Linked DNA regions of Mus musculus: region 2 is linked to region 1. A link is a contact called in public promoter capture Hi-C data. All regions are on one chromosome and are shown on one strand. Each heading gives the region's core, a stretch centred on a gene start, on an enhancer-like site or on the middle of the called end of the contact. The rest is flanking DNA. Distances are from core to core; before and after follow the strand shown.

What was found. Promoter capture Hi-C pulls out the DNA fragments that hold promoters and counts their contacts.
Region 2: a promoter capture Hi-C map of liver shows a contact between it and region 1, with 2.5 times the contacts expected there. The contact joins the promoter of Ece1 here to the promoter of Tcea3 in region 1. A contact is called at or near these places in 2 of 39 promoter capture datasets (both in liver).

Annotation. Positions count from the first base shown.
Region 1 is chr4:136,246,335-136,249,950 of GRCm38.p6, forward strand. It overlaps Tcea3 (transcription elongation factor A (SII), 3), which reads left to right and starts at 1,623. Exons shown (of 11, transcript NM_011542.2): 1 at 1,623-1,783. The coding sequence starts at 1,715. It overlaps Asap3 (ArfGAP with SH3 domain, ankyrin repeat and PH domain 3), which reads left to right. Exons shown (of 25, transcript NM_001008232.2): 25 at 1-239.
Region 2 is chr4:137,860,301-137,863,916 of GRCm38.p6, forward strand. It overlaps Ece1 (endothelin converting enzyme 1), which reads left to right and starts at 1,980. Exons shown (of 19, transcript NM_001369179.1): 1 at 1,980-2,081.

The sequences.
Region 1 (3,616 bases), core at 373-2,872:
GTTTACCACCGATGGTGAAACCCCTCTGAGGGTATCAGTTCCCTGTCTGCCCCCCCCCCCCAAAGCTCACAGGGAAATAAGACAGTTGTGTGCATCTTTGTGTGCAGGTGACCTCTCTCTTGGACAGGTGGGCAGAAGGGATACAATGGGTACCAGCAAATGCTGGCTGTACCGAGGAGGCGGCCTCCCACTTCCTGAGATTGACTCTTCTATTTGCATAATAAAGTCTGACGCGTTTTCTTAGGGTCCTTCAAGCTTCTTTTGGCCAAGAGGCCTCCCAGAAGCTCCACTGAAGAAAAACCTGGCTTTGGCCACATGGTGTTAAGGCCCCGCCCTTCCGGACCCATCCCGGACCTCTCCACAACACTCCGCTATAGCCAAGGACTTTTCAGCTCCTCCCCCGGCCACCTCCTCACCTCCCCACCCCCTGCTGACATGTCAGTGATCCCCAAGCTTTGTTCTCTGAGTGCTCCAGGAGAGCCGTCTGGCTCAGGACGCTAGAAATACCTGGAACACAGTAGGAGCTCAGTAAATAGAATAACCGCTTGCGGCCTGACCGACTACACAGACCTCCCCCTCCCCCAAACTTCCATTCTGCCTTTTGAGGCAATAAATTTCACTTCTTGGGACGGGGATGAGGCCCCAGCTGGGCCTTACACTTGCCCTCTCTCCCTCCTCTCCCCACCCCAGCTGTGAGGAATACAGTCCTCTTTAATGGTTATTCTGCCCAGCCTGCCGCCCCTGAGATTTTTCTTGCTAGTTGACTGGATACCGTTTGTCGAATGAAAAAAAAAAAAAAACAAAAAACAAAAAACCTTGACCGTCATCACACTGCAGCAGTTGGGAGACAGGTGTCCACAACAGGCTCCAGACTTGTTTCTCTGAGGTTATCTCAGAAAGTTCCTTCACACACTGTGAGCCCTCTTCTGCCCCGCTTCAAATCAGAGACCCTCGCAGAAAGGTCATTTTCTGTCAGGAGGGGAACTAGGTCTTCAGCGAATTCTTGGAATTACCGCTCGCGAGCCGAGAGTGGGAGGCAGAGTTATTCCCTCCACCCCAAATTACTCTTCCAAGCCCACCCCCTGTGTACCGGAATCACCCAAAACTTAGTCTTTCGGAGCGTGGTCCCGATACCCCTTTGAGAGGTTGTTAGAAAAAATAAAGACTGGCCGGCAAAGGGCTCTGAGTATACCTCGCGAGTACGTGTACGGCACAGGCCTTGGGCGCACCAAGGAGCCTACCTAAGTTAGGGCAGAGCTGACGTCAAAATCTGCACCAAGATGCGATGAATTCACCAACTTTCCCAGCTTGGGCATAGCTCCCTCTGGGAGCGCAGTGATGCTGAGACCCGGCAGCTCTGTACTTCCCACTGCTATGCTGACACTCATCACCCCCGAACCCTCATGCTCGAATCTCCCTGGAGCCTGGGGCACCCCTAGGAGAGTTGGAAGAGAAGAGCCCCTTCTTCCAGATTGGTCCTCCCCTCCCACTTACACACCCCCTGAGGCACGACCCGCCAGGCTCAGGCAATCTTTGCCCGGGCAGTCCTTGAAGTCTATATTTAGTGCCCGCCACCCCTCCCCCCAGCGATGGGAGGGGCGCGCCCCGCCCCCTCCCGGCTCGAGTGTCCGGTGTGTTTGCGGCCCTTGCGGCTCGCGCCTTGGCGCCCGCTGCTGCCCTGCGCCCCTAACCCCGCCGTGCGTTGTGGACCAACATGGGCCTGGAAGAGGAGCTGTTGAGGATCGCCAAAAAGCTGGAGAAGATGGTGTCCCGGAAGAAGACGGTGAGGCTGCAGAGTTTGCAACGCAGCCCCCGGGCCACGGAGGCAAGACTCCCCCAGCTATGGGCTTGGTGGGCGTGCCGGCCCTGTGCCCGAAGGGAGCGCGCGGGTCAGGGGACACGGGACTGGGGAGGAGTTGCCCGGCAGGGGGTCCCCCGGCTACTTGCTGGCCACTTTAGGATGGGCATGTGCATGGCCAGGTCTGGAGGGGATCGTACAGAGTCCCCTAAGGCGCGCGACTGTTGCAAGTCACTGTGGACGGGTTGGGTGCGCTCCTGGGCAGCTTGCGCGGAGCAGAGAAAGAGCAAGGAGAGACACAAACCCAGGGGAGGACATTTAGGAGTCTGGGGGTTCGGGATGTGCGCTAGGCCCGGGGAGCTGCAGGCGCAGCGAGAACTGGAGGGGCACGTTTTGGGTGACTTCAAAAAGGATCGGAGAACTTCGGGCTGAGAAGGGGGCGCCGAGCCTCGTTTGCACACCCCAGGAGACCCGAGCGAAGGGCGGTGACTGAAGTGCCAGGAGTTCTGTTTGCAACTTTTTCCTTGGCCGCGGGATGGGGCCCTGGCGGGCGGAGGTGAACAGGTGCGGGGCGGGGGAAGGAAAAGATGGGGCCTGGGCTGGCCCAGAGGGGGAGGTGCACGAAGGAGAACTGTGGCGGGAGGTGGGGGTCCGCAGCCCTGGTCGCCCGAGGGTCCCTGAGCCCTCAGTCCGGGTAGCACCGAGCTGGATCCAAATGGAAAGTTAATGTTTGATCTACCTAGCGATCTTTGCCTCAGGCTGGAAGCTGGCGACTGTGCCAATTCTAGAGGGGCGTGGACTGAAAGGGAGAAGACCAGGGACCCTGTGAATGAGGCCCTCCATGCTGACTTGCCGCGGGGTCCTTTTCTTCTACATAGTTTCTAGCAACGAGTTGCACCAGGACCTGCATTGCCAGGACATTCCAGGAAAATTGGAAAACTCTGGGGCCCAAAGAGAGGTTTCAGACCCGGGATGAGTGACAGGCTGGAGCAGCCAAGGAGTGTTAGGCTTCCTGAAATTGTTACCTGGTAACAATGAGAGAGATGGTGGTGTTGGTAAAATGGTGAGAGGCTGAGGCTGCGGTTTCTTTGTCTGTAAGAGGATGGATTGCCTGGGGGAAGAACATGGGGGCGGGGAGGCAGTAGGGAGAGTTGAGAGTGAGTGAGATAGGACTGGAGGTGACGTTAAAAGATGCCTCCACCCGTCACCTGCCGAGCTTCGGCGGCACTTTCCTTTGGCTCCCAGCCCCGACTGCGAGACTGCGCTGCGCTAGGCTTCCCCCAATGTCGCCAGAAAAACCTAAACTCAAGTCACAGGACATTCTTCCAACTAAGAACCCCAAACTACATGGTATTTCGGGTAGACAGATTGTCTAAGCCTAACCCCCTTGCTCACCCCAGATTTGGGCCAGTAAAGGAAGCCTGGGCTTTGGGCTGAGAAGGATTTGGGAGTAGGAGGAGGCGCTAAGGAAGACAGCCAGGTTGAGAAGATTAAGGGGACTGCTCTGGCTTCCCTCTTAATCCGTTTACACTCCTAGGCTAGCTATTCTACTCTCCTCTGGACCTCAGTTTCCTCTTCTGTGAAATGGGAAGAGGAAATAGGGCCTCTTGGGAGTGGGCATCCCAAGTAGTGCCAGGACAGTCTTCAGGAAAGCCGAATGGTTGGCCACAGGATCCTTACAGGGCACAACTGTGTAGAGTCACAATTGTGTCTGGAGTCTGCGCCTGGGCTCTAGCAGGGTTTGTGTAGGCACAGAGCTCTGGACTTCTGCCTGAGAAAGGCGGGCCTGGACCGAGAGTGAAAGTGGGCCTGCCCAGT
Region 2 (3,616 bases), core at 730-3,229, 1.6 Mb after region 1:
TCCATGGGTCCCCTCCCCCACCCCACCAAGCTTCCACAGACACACATTGGAAGAGCAGACAGTCCCCCTGGCATCTAAATCCTCAGTCTGGTCTTTCTTTCCCTGGTGTAACAAGGGACACTCAGGGACAGGTCCTGGGAAAGGGTTCCTGCTTCCCTACTCTTCCCAAGCCTGCCACCATCTTCAGCCACTCTGCCCTCTCCTCCTCCTTCCCTCTTGATGGATGGTAGGCAAGACTACCCAGGCCTTCCCTCCCCTCCTTCCCCTCTCCCTCCCTCCTTTTTTTCTTCCTTCCATTCTCCTGAACCCCCATCTCACATCTTCTAGGATGTCTTTGCCCCTGAACATATATCTCACATCCCTTATACGTTAGTTTCTTTTCTTGGCATCATATAAATATAGGGAATGACCAAAGTCAAATAGGTGGGGCTTGGTGGGCACACCTGTAACCTCAAGCACTCCAGAGGCAGAGGTAGGATTGGGGTAGTGTGGGCTAGGTTATTGAGACCCATCTCTGTTTGGGTAGTGTGGGCCAGGTTATTGAGACCCATCTCTGTTTGTTTTTTGTGTTGGTTGGTTGGTTTGTCGAGACAGGGTTTCTCTGTGTAGCCCTGGCTGTCCTAGAACTTGCTCTGTACGCCAGGCTGTCCTCGAACTCAAGAGATCCTCCTGCTTCTGCTGCCTGATTAAAGGCGTGCGCCACCACCACTGTCTGGCAGTTTGTTTGTTTGTTTGTTTACCTACATGTATGTGTTTGTCTGGGGTGCAGTATGTGCACATGTGAATGCAGATGTTTGTAGACGCCAGCATAGGGCATTGGGTCCCTTGCAGCTGGAGTTACAGGTAGTTGTGAGCCAAATGATACCGGTGCTGGGATCCCCCCCCCGATTCCCCCCCCCATCACACCTGTGCAAAAGCAATACATGTTCTTAACCATTTGGCCATCTCTCCAGCCCCAAGACCTATCTTAAAAAACAAAAAACAAACCAGCCACACATTTACCACACAGGACACACTGACCTCTCTACTCACAAACTGAGCCACCTACAACGCTGTGGTAAATCTCTGCCGTGTGTGTGTGTGTGTGTGTGTGTGTGTGTGTGTGTGTGTGTGTGTGTGTCTCAAGCTGCATGCTCGAACACACATGTACACCAAACGGGATTCACTCACCGGCTACTCTTTCACAACAGGGGCACAAAGCCTCTTTCTACTACACCCACATGCGTGCCCAACAGGTCACAAATGCACGGCTCACCCAGTACGTACAGTTTCCTGGTCTTTCTTCCTCTGCACCTGCGCAGCGGGCATAAAGAGAAAGTTTCTCTACTGGAGGTCTAAGTGCCCCCGCCTACTGGGCCTTCATTCCATTCCATTTCTCTTTCCTTCTCCCCTCTCTGAATCGCGCGCCTGCGCTGGTGTACACACACACACACACACACACACACACACACACACACACACTAACAATCCCCAAATATAGTCTTCTATCTTTCCACATAAACACACAGGCATTCGAAACTCATCCCTTCCCCCCCTTTCTGTCTTCTCCTCTCTGCCCTTCTTCCTTCTTGCACACAAACACACCCCACAGCTGCAGTGCCCAGGGTCATACTACAGTGCAGGCACCAGGCAGGAGACAAAGGTCGCCTAGGCTCCCAGAACCCCAACTGGGCGCAGGTGGACCTGACACCGGCTCCGTCTGTCCCTCGAGAGGGTCCCGGCGAGGTGTAGATTAGGCACGCCAAGCTGGAGGTTCGGGCCCGCACCCCTGGACCCACCGGTATCCGGGGCAGCTAGAGTATCCAGCGCTCCAGCATGCCAAGGGTTAAGGAGCCCGCGGAGGTGTGGGGGGGAGTCTAACCGACGCTTCTGATTGGCTGTTTCTTCGGGGCCCGCAGCCCCCGCACTTCTGTATTGGTTCGCGGCGGGCCCCGCCCTCTGGCCTGGGCGCCCCAGCCTCGCGCGCCGCCCCGGCAGCTAGCCCTGAGGTTCGAGCGTAGAGCTCAGCCCAGCGCACTTGGAGCTGGAGCCTTAGCGGGAGGTGCATCCTAAGCCCGGCCGTTCGGAGCCCGGGAGCGACGGTGAGTACTCCCGCAGCCCGCTGTGGCTCCATGCAACCCCGACGGTCCCGACAGCGGGGCGGCGATGGCATCCTGGCTGGTTCCTGGCGAGCTGGGCGTCCCCTTTAGCTGAGGCCCGCGTCCCGCTGTTCACTGGCTTGGACCCGGACAGGAGTTGTGGGGGGTGTCCGGTTCGCGTGGACCTTGGTTCTGGGCTGCTGGGCTGCTCCTGGCGTGGAAGACTCGGGGTCGCGTGCTGGATTTTGGGGAAGAGTTGGTGAGATAGGTTTGGGGTGTGCAAGTCCCTGAGCTGAGCTTGGCTTGGCTTGACTTGGAGACCGTGGGCAGCTAGGCCAGGTCGATTCAGAGACGTCAAGGTTCAGCTGGACTTGAGCTCACACCCCGCATAGTCCGAGTGGCTTTGGGATTCGAGAACATCGTGGGAGACTAGGGCACTTTTCTCCTACACTGATCCTGCAGTGGCTGCCTGGCTCATGGGAAGGGGAGAGATAGCTCAGAGAGGAGGGGATAGTCTGAGGTTCTGAGGGTTATCTGGTGTTCCCAGCATCTCCCAGTAATGAATCCTCAGAGGAGGGCCCAAGTGCTGACTCCCGTGGTCCAAAGCACCACGGTAAAGGGGTCCTTGAGGAAGAGGGCTTCTTTGGGGGCTCAAGCCTCAAGCCTGATATCCATCTAATCCAGATCTGGCTGCTTTTGAGAGCTTCGGAGTGATGAGTTGACTCTCTGGCCTAGAGCCAAGGCCTCCGGTTACCTCTCCATCTCACCCAGGGCCATTTGCTTCTTCTCTCCCTGTGGACCTCTGATTGCCTCTCCTAGAGCCGAGCTCTTGGCGTGTGTACTGGACCCAGGACACCCTGTGTGGCCTGAGGAGATCTGCCTGGGTTCTCTGCCTTTTGGTCCTAGAGACTTGCCTACATCTGTGATGTCCCTTCCATGCCTGAGGGGTTCGCTGAGAAACAGAGGGGCATCATGGAGAGAGCTGAAGATGCTCCAGAGACAGCCTCAGGACCAACCCGTGCCTGGTCAGAAATTAAGTCTCCCTTAGACAGCCCTTTTCTCTCTTACCCACTGGCGTCTTTCCCCTGAGACATCATTGGTCTCTCTGGAGACCGATGACTTAATTCTCCCGCCCCCCCAAGGTGCCCAGAGATCATCTTGGACCCGACTTACCTCCCCCATTAAGAATCTCCCAAGAGCTGGACAGTGGTGGCGCTCACCTTTAATCCCAGCACTTATGAGGCAGAGGCAGGAGGATTTCTGAGTTCGAGGCCAGCCTGGTCTGCAGAGTGAGTTCCAAGACAGCCAGGCCTATACAGAGAAACCCTGTCGCGAACTCATGTCTAGTTTCATGGCCGGGGAATGTGTCACCTGTGGGCCAGCTGTTGCTTTAAAGCTTGAGGATGTGGGAGAGCTATAAAAGAGGGAGAGACTTTGAGGTCATACGTCCTCTCTTTAGACCCACCCTGGCCTGAGCCACTCGCAAAGAGGACCGTTTCCTCCTTACAAAGCACCAGAAAGTCTGGTGTGGTCCTGCA